Linked DNA regions of Rattus norvegicus: region 2 is linked to region 1. The links are chromatin contacts, called in public Hi-C maps. All regions are on one chromosome and are shown on one strand. The core of a region is the stretch at or near the end of the contact, and the rest is flanking DNA. Distances in the headings are between cores, read along the strand shown. Region 1 overlaps Rcc2 (regulator of chromosome condensation 2). Region 2 holds the start of Padi2 (peptidyl arginine deiminase 2).

What was found. A called contact is a pair of places that touch in the nucleus more often than the background predicts.
Region 2: a contact with region 1 is called in a Hi-C map of Schwann cells, with 6 times the contacts expected there. The contact joins the promoter of Padi2 here to the enhancer-like site in region 1. A contact is called at or near these places in 9 of 12 Hi-C or Micro-C datasets (the A7r5 cell line, the Rat2 cell line, Schwann cells and 5 more).

The regions. Positions count from the first base shown.
Region 1 is chr5:158,298,966-158,302,797 of GRCr8, reverse strand. It overlaps Rcc2 (regulator of chromosome condensation 2), which reads right to left. Exons shown (of 14, transcript NM_001427820.1): 14 at 2,504-3,832. Among named protein-coding and RNA genes, the nearest start is that of Padi6, 20 kb to the left of the region's middle. Within about 2 kb of position 1,602, at least 16 of the 93 cell types and tissues checked have an H3K27ac peak or open chromatin away from gene starts, as enhancers often do. A contact at or near this core is called in Schwann cells, where this site is marked.
Region 2 is chr5:158,490,020-158,493,851 of GRCr8, reverse strand. It overlaps Padi2 (peptidyl arginine deiminase 2), which reads right to left and starts at 1,765. Exons shown (of 16, transcript NM_017226.2): 1 at 1,614-1,765. The coding sequence starts at 1,705.

The DNA.
Region 1 (3,832 bases), core at 353-2,852:
TGGTTCGGTTAACATCTGATATTCTTCCAGGGGACCGCATGGCAGCTCACAACCATCGGTAATTCTAGTTCTAGGGGCCCTGTTGTAGATTGGTTTTAATGTTAACTTGTGTTATGTGGCTCCCAAAATTATGGGGAACCTGTACATCTTAAGACACCGAGGGTTGGTTGGGGATTTAGCTCAGTGGTAGAGCGCTTGCCTAGGAAGCACAAGGCCCTGGGTTCGGTCCCCAGCTCCGAAAAAAGAACCAAAAAAAAAAAAAAAAAAAAAAAGACACCGAGGGTCCCTGTCCCCAGCTGGTTCTGACTGGCAAATAAAGTTGTCAGCTGCCAATGGCTAGGCAGGGAGACAGAGACAGGACTTCAGTTTTGGTGGTCAAGGGAACCCAGGGAAGGATTTAGAACAAGCAGAAGGATCAGGTATGAGAAATACAAGACAGCCAGCCAACACGTGAGAATCAGGGACTGTGGTCCAGGGGGGCCTATAGGCCTGGGTCCTGGGCAGCCGAGAAGGAATATAGGTTTTTAGAAAGTAATTTTAGGAATGTCAGAGGGGAGAGTGTGTTAGCCATGGGGAAGTTTAGAAGTGCCCAGCCATTGAGCTGTTTAAGGCACATTAAAATAGAAGGCTGTGGTTTTTATTCTAGAATCTAGAGTATCGGGGGGGGGGGGGGGGGAGGGGACTCCTCGTTATCTGCCAGGGAGATTAGAGCGGATTTATAAACAACCACAACAGGGCTTCTCCAACTTCTGGTCTCCAGGAGTCCATGACACATGGTACAGCTAGCTGTGTATGAAAGCAACCCTGTGTGTGTGTGTGTGTGTGTGTGTGTGTGTGTGTGTGTGTGTGTGTGTGCGCGTGTGTGAGAGAGAGAGAGAGATCTTTAAACATGGAGATCACGGCCCCTGCTCTGCCTACCCCTGCTGACCCCGAATCTATGGTCCCTCAGTCCAGTGACTGGATAAGGCTGTGCCTTGGGCCTCGCCAACACTAGTCCACTGGGAACAAGTCTTGTATGACCGCACAGCACCTACTTGCCAACAGGGGTAAGCATGGGAGGGCAGATCATCACCCCCGCCACCCCTCCCATCCTAAGGATCAGCTAGGGAGGCTGCTGGCTCTTCAGACACAGCTCCAACAACTAGCAGGACCCAGCACTTGAAAGGACAGCGTTTAAACAGTGATCCTCAGCCTGTGGGTCCCAACCCCCTGGAGGCTGAATGAGGCAGCCATGGAGGTAATTTTACGGTTGGGGGTCATCCCAGGAACTGTATTGAAGGGTCTCGGCATTAGGAAGGTTGAGAGCCACTGCTGTACAAAGTATGGGTTCTCTTCAGCTCTGCAGTAAACCTCCCAAAGGCCACACCCAGAAGGTGACCAGGGCAAAGCACCTGGAACCTCTCAGGATAGGTCTGCCCACCAGGCCCCTTCCCTGTGACCAAGCCTACCGTCTTCAACTTATTTCCCTCTACAGAACAGGAAGGAACAATGATCCGATGTCAGGAGTATTAGTGTGTGTTACAGGAAATGACAGCGGGATGCACAGTAGCCCCAGAGACATCAGTCCAACCACCAGTGCGTGGCAGAAAATAAAAGGCTAACTAATCTCACAGTGCCCCCTGGTGGGCAATTAACCAAGATGAAGAGGCCAGGCCCTCGGATCCTGCAAGAAGTTTGGAGGCTGTGAATGTGATTGCAAATGCTCCTGGCTCATGGTAGGACTGCATCCCAACAGACTGCTCATAGAGCTGGGCAGACCAAGCGTGAGAAAGCTTGTTCATCCAGAACCAAACCCCAACAGAGCCCAAGTCTCAGTGCCTTAGGTTAGGATTACATTTAAGTGGGTGGGATGACTCAGGCTGCAAGCATGCGTTTGTGCACTGTGTAAAGGTTATCCTTGTTTTGTCCACACGCTGACTTCTCTGCCCTCCCATCCGTTTCAATCCAGACATGGCACTGTAATGCTTAGGTCAAGAATCTCCCGTGTTTCCCCCAGCCAGGAGGAGAGGGTCAGAGGGGAAGAAACTTCAGACGCAGAGAACTAGAACCACATTAAACTACAAGTATCATGGGGCTGGGCTGTAGCCGGATTAGCACTGTGGGTTAGTTGGTACTCCTTTAACTGCCCAGGTACTGAAGTGCAAGTCGAGGAATGTCAACCAGCCCCGGTTAGCAATGCTTAACCTAGGGCTGAACAATGCTGGGTACTGGGAAAGCGGAGGCAGGCGGCCAGCCTGGGCTACATGAGATTTTGTGGGCCAACCACAAAAACCAAAACCAGCTCCTAAGCTGGGACCATGAGTGTTTCGGGGCTGTGTCCAACGCTAGTTGGGAAGCCCTGGGCCTCTATCCCATCGGCTGGTCATGGCTCTGTGCACCTTCCTAGGCCAGCATGAAGCTCTCCGGGGGTTGCCTTCACCCTCTTGGTCACATTTGAGGCATGTGCACAGAAAGGGCTGGGGACGCGCTCCATGCTACTGAAGAGGAAACACGAAAGCCAAGGCAGAGTAAACAATGACGCCGTTTATTTAAAATGTTTACTCCAAGAAATATAGATATAAAAAAAAATTAGACAATAACAGCACTAAACCAGGCACCTTCGACCGAATCCCATCCTCGTCCACTCCCTCTGCGCTACGCTTTCTCGATGACCAGAAAATTTCAGAGCCCCTGGGAGGCCAGAATGGTTCCTACCCAGGGCTTCCCACCTTGAGTTTCTGGTGGGAAAGCTCAGGTGAGAATTTTAGCCTGAAGGGAGGGGGGCTGTGGCCAGGCACAGGACTCTCTACCCATAAGACACTTTCTGCTCACCCACTGCAGGGCTCCAGCCAAGGGGACTGACTGCTGGCTTTAGGTTTGCTCCCTGGAAGATGAGCCTAGTTCAGCTCAGGGCTACTGTGTCCTCAATCCTCTTGGTGACCACACGACTAACTCCAGGAGACCCCCAGGACAGAAGGAGCAGACCCTGAACAGCACACGCCAGACAGAGACCAGGAAAGGCTCCGGTCCCGCACGTGGCAGTGACCGGTGTCAGTGGCAGGGGTGATGTCTAGGGTGACCTGGGCAAAGCAGGTTAGTTTTGCAGAAGCTCTGCCACTACAGAAGCTGTCTCTGGACTAGAGTTGGACATGTGACGGGAGACAGAGAGAACGCGGACCCTTTCCGGCAGGCCGGGTCACTGGCCGAGACAGACACCTTGCAAAGCCAGAAGCTGCTGTGCAGCATTGGGGCAGGGGAAGCAACAGACCAGGTCATTTTTGGCATTTTAACACAGAGACGAGCGTCACAACAGCAAAAGCAAAACCATGAATCTCAAGGCCAGAATCTTGACTTTCCCATCCACCCCACCTCACACTTGGATCCTTAGCCCCCTTCCCCCAAGCACCACCGAACTAATCCTAGTTAAAGCAGTCAAACCAGCCCAGACCCTCCGGAAACCAAGGCCCCAGCCCGAGCTGCCGTCATACTCGGGCCCAGTGAGGAGGATCCGGGAAAGGCACCTTGGAACTCAGCCACAAAGTCAATGCCAGGATGGGCTCGGCAGAGGGCACTTGTGGGGATGTGGTGACAGTCTGAACTGACACGCAGGGCAGGGAATTTCATCAGGAATCCCAACTATTTGGTACCAGAGCCAAGCAAACGCAAGCAGCGGCCAGAGAACACTGAGGCTGGGAGAACAATGGCCAAGTCTCAGGATAGGGTGGCCATCCCAGGCAGAGGGGACAGCAGGAGCAGACAGGCAAAGCGCAAAGGCGGCAACTGCGGGTCACAGAGGACTGAGAACACATTTGACTGCTAGCTGACCAATCTCTAACTGCCCACCCCATACCCC
Region 2 (3,832 bases), core at 516-3,015, 190 kb before region 1:
TGGCTTGCATTCAGCTTCCTGTGGGCAGGTTATGGCCCAGGCTGTGCTGACTCTGGGTGTTGGGGAACTCTCAGTACTGTGAACTGTGAGTCCTGGCTGAGGCTGTTGCCATACGGAACAACAAGAGTGGACACCTCCCCGCTTGCCCTCCACCAGGCTGGGCCTCTCTCTGCTAAGGTGGAGCAAGGACAAGGACTTAAGCTCAGACCCCCTTTGTTCCTTAGCTCCCAGCAGAGGCAGCATGTCAGTCTTTCAGACAGTTCCCACGGTCCCCCGGCAGGCAAGCAGACAGGCATGGTGACAGCTGTGGCTTAGGGACCTGAGCACCCTGGATCCTGGCTTACCCCTTGGCAGCACCCAATTCAGAGCTGGGAGGGGGGGAGATGGGCACTCTCCCAGGCTACTGGTGCCCAGACCATACTCCACGGCTATGTTACAGACCCTAGGGCCCATCCAGTCCTGCTTTGGGGTCTATATGAAGGACCACTGAAATCCAGGCCCAGGTGAAGTGGAGGCCAGGGCTGAGGCCTAAGGGCTATAGGAGCAGAGAGGGGTCCCATCTCAGGCTTGCTGGGACCAGCAGGGCCAGGGCCTCCTGTAGAAGTGGCTGTGCCATTGGGAAGGAGCTGGAAAGTGGGCAGGGAGAGCATGAGAGACGCTCAGGTGGGCTTTGGAAGGCTAGGGAGAGTCAGGTGCCTTAGAGTCAGAATGATTTCGGAACAAAATAGATAAGAGGTTGTACGGACCCAGGTCATCAGCACAGGGTCTCACCTAAAATCCCCCATGCCCCTCCCACCAGCACGAAGCCCCCCACCCCACCCCCAAGGGAGAACACTTAGAGTGCTCGGAGCGGAGAGCCGTCTCAGTGTGGCTTCTCAGACTGCTCACACCACTCCTTCCCCACAGCACCTTGCTGAGGTCCCACACTACACCCTACCCGTTTCCTTGGGGGTGGGATACAGCACCATTCCTTCTCCCTGCTGTCTCAGCTACCCTAACCCACATCGAGCGTGTGGACAGAGAAGATGGGGAGGAACAGATCCTGGCTCCCAGGGCCACAGTGGGTGGAAAGTGACCCCTCTCTGATCTCAGGATGAAGTCAGGAAAGGCATTTGGGGACACAGCTCACAGCCAGTGCCTGGGGACAGGCAATCACCAGCAACCCCCTGGAGGGTGAAATCGGATAAGTACCAGGCCAGATTCCACGTGGGCAGCTCCCCCTTTGGGCGAGCCAGTCCCTAGAACATCCCAGAGTGTTTCTGCTTGCAGGGCATAGGAAGTCCACTGGTGGAGGAGAGTGGGCTAGGGTAAAAGGCGAGCCAAGAAGGGGTGGGGGTAGTGAAAGGGGCGTGTTACAGAGAGCCTATGTGTGCTGAGGTCACCCAGGAGAAGGGCTGGAGAGACCAGGCATGGGAAGGCTAGGTTTAGGGAGCAATCTCAGAGAAGGGGCTGTGACTGGGTGTCTTAGAGGGGTCTCATTGCATGGAATTGGATACTGGCCTCTGGATTCTCGAGGATCTCGAATTGAGAGACAACCGGGATACCTGAGCCAGGTCCAGGGACCCAGGGCTTGGGAAGAGTAGGTGAGAGGGTGACTCGCTGTCTCGGCTCACCTGTAGACATCGGTCCAGAGCTGCGTGCCCAGCACGTACACCGCCTCCACGCGGCTCCCGTATTGCAGCCGTACGGTCCGCTCCCGCAGCATCTTTCCCCGCAGAGGCGGCTGCAGTCCGCGCTGCTCCCGGGAATGAGCACCTGCTACAGGTGAGCCCTCCGCTGCGCCTGCGCCCGCCGCTGAGCAGCCGGCGGCCTTAAGCTGCAGCCGAGGGGCGGGGCGTGGGCGTGGCTGTCCGCCGGACGCTTCTTGGAGTGGACCTGCGAGCCCGTCCGTCTAGCCTGGCTCCGCCCTCCAAGCGCCTCTGCCCGCAAGTTGTCAATTCCTGCTTTCCATGTTTGGCTTGTTCATTCTTTTGTTCAATAAATTCCCCTTTCTGGACTCCCCCTCCCCTCCAGCTCGGAGGGGCAGAAAATGGGAGCAGGAGTAGGCGAAGGGACAGGGCAGGAGTGAGTGGGTGGCAACCAAAGCCAATCTGGGGCCAGGGGATGCTTCTCAGGAAACTTCTGAGGCTTCTTAAAGATCTTGCCAATACCAGGGGCTGGAGAGGAGCCTCCTGAACACCTTCGCGAAGCTGGAAATCCCCACATTAGATCCACATTGCTATGGGAAATAGGGAGTGGGGTGGAGTCGGGGGAACCGTGTCCCTGGCAAGGGCCAGAATGCTAAGCCCAGGCATGAGAGCGACAGCATGAACCTGGAAAGGGGTTGTCTGGGAATGCATTCTGGCTGTACCAGACAACGGTGAGCTCTGAGCTCGAGCCAGGAGTGAAGACCCCGGATGGGGCGTGAGAGGGCTGGAGAGGAGAGGACTGATCTGAGCGGTGTTTATGGATGGAGATTTGGATGGCTCCGGGTGGCTGACGGGGCAGAGGATTAGGGCTCCAGCCTGAGGCACCAAAAAGCGTGCCATGGTAGAGGTCAGTGTATGGTCCTGGAAGGCCAAGGTGCACCGTAACATCTAGTGGCGGGACTGGGGTCTGAAGCACCCTGAACCCCATCCACAGGCCTTTTCTCTCTGAACCCAGGGCTGGTGCTATACAGAAAACGGCAGCGTTTGAGGAAGTGACTTTTTGGTCATGGGGATGGAAACTGAAGGGCGGGGTGGGGGATGCGTATTGGAGAGGGAGGGAGACTGATGGGAGACCCGGCAAAGGGCGCACTGCAAAGGGCTCACAGAATTAATCGCATTGCTCATATGTATGCCCAGGAATGCCCAGTCAGTCCCCATTCTATCCTTCTCCTCCAGATGCCCAAATTAGGAGGTGGTAAGGACCCCAGCTGTCCCTGGGTATCAGGGATCTAGGGGGAATGTGGGTGGAGAAGTGAGAGGGCCAGAATCCCAGCCAGAGGGGTCATTGTCTCCTGAAAGGCTTGGGGTTCAGATCCTGGGAGAAGCTGGTAACTTCTGATTGGTCCCTGGGAGAGCGTTCTCCAATCAGGAGGCAGCATGTGGGAAAGACTCCAAGAGGCACTAGACTGGAAACCCCTGCAGAGGTGGGTAGGCTTGGGTCTGAGTACCCTGTGCACGCAAGCTACACCTCCAACAGGGGCAGAACAGTCCCACTTTCACCAAGTAAGAGGGGTCCCGTGTGGAACAAGAACGCGTCTCTTCTCAACCAAGGGAGTCCCAACAGAGCCAGGGCTGTGCTGTCAGGCAACGGCTCTGGTTACCCAGCTGGGCAGGAAGAAGGTGTGCACTCATGACGTATGCGGTTTCGGTGCCCCACACTGCACCCAAGCTATAGTTCCCAAAGTGTTAGAGTTAAATTATTTTATCTTCCCAGGAACCCTGGAGATGAAGAAAGAGAGCACAGAGAGGGTGAAGAACTAACCTAGGCGTGCACAGCTCCTGACAGCGGCAGAGCAGGAACCTGGGCGGGGATCCGTGGGTGAGGGTGGCTCGCCCTGCCTCTGGGAAGCACATAGGTAATCTCGCAGCATAATGGAAGATGCAAACTGATATTAAACGAGACAATATTCCGAAAACGCTGGCAGAGTCTGGTCCAAGGCTCAGGATACAAAGCCCCTCCCCTTATGTAACTTGCCCCTCTCTTGGCACCCACACTCAGGCCTCTGACCTGGTTCTGGCTCACCCCGGTGCCTGGCTTGGTGGGATAGGAGCTTTCAGAGCCCAAGGGTTTAAAATAGCAGAAGTGGTCACAGCTGTTGGTGGATTGAGGGCCGGAGGTCTCGCACATCACGGCTGCCCCTGCT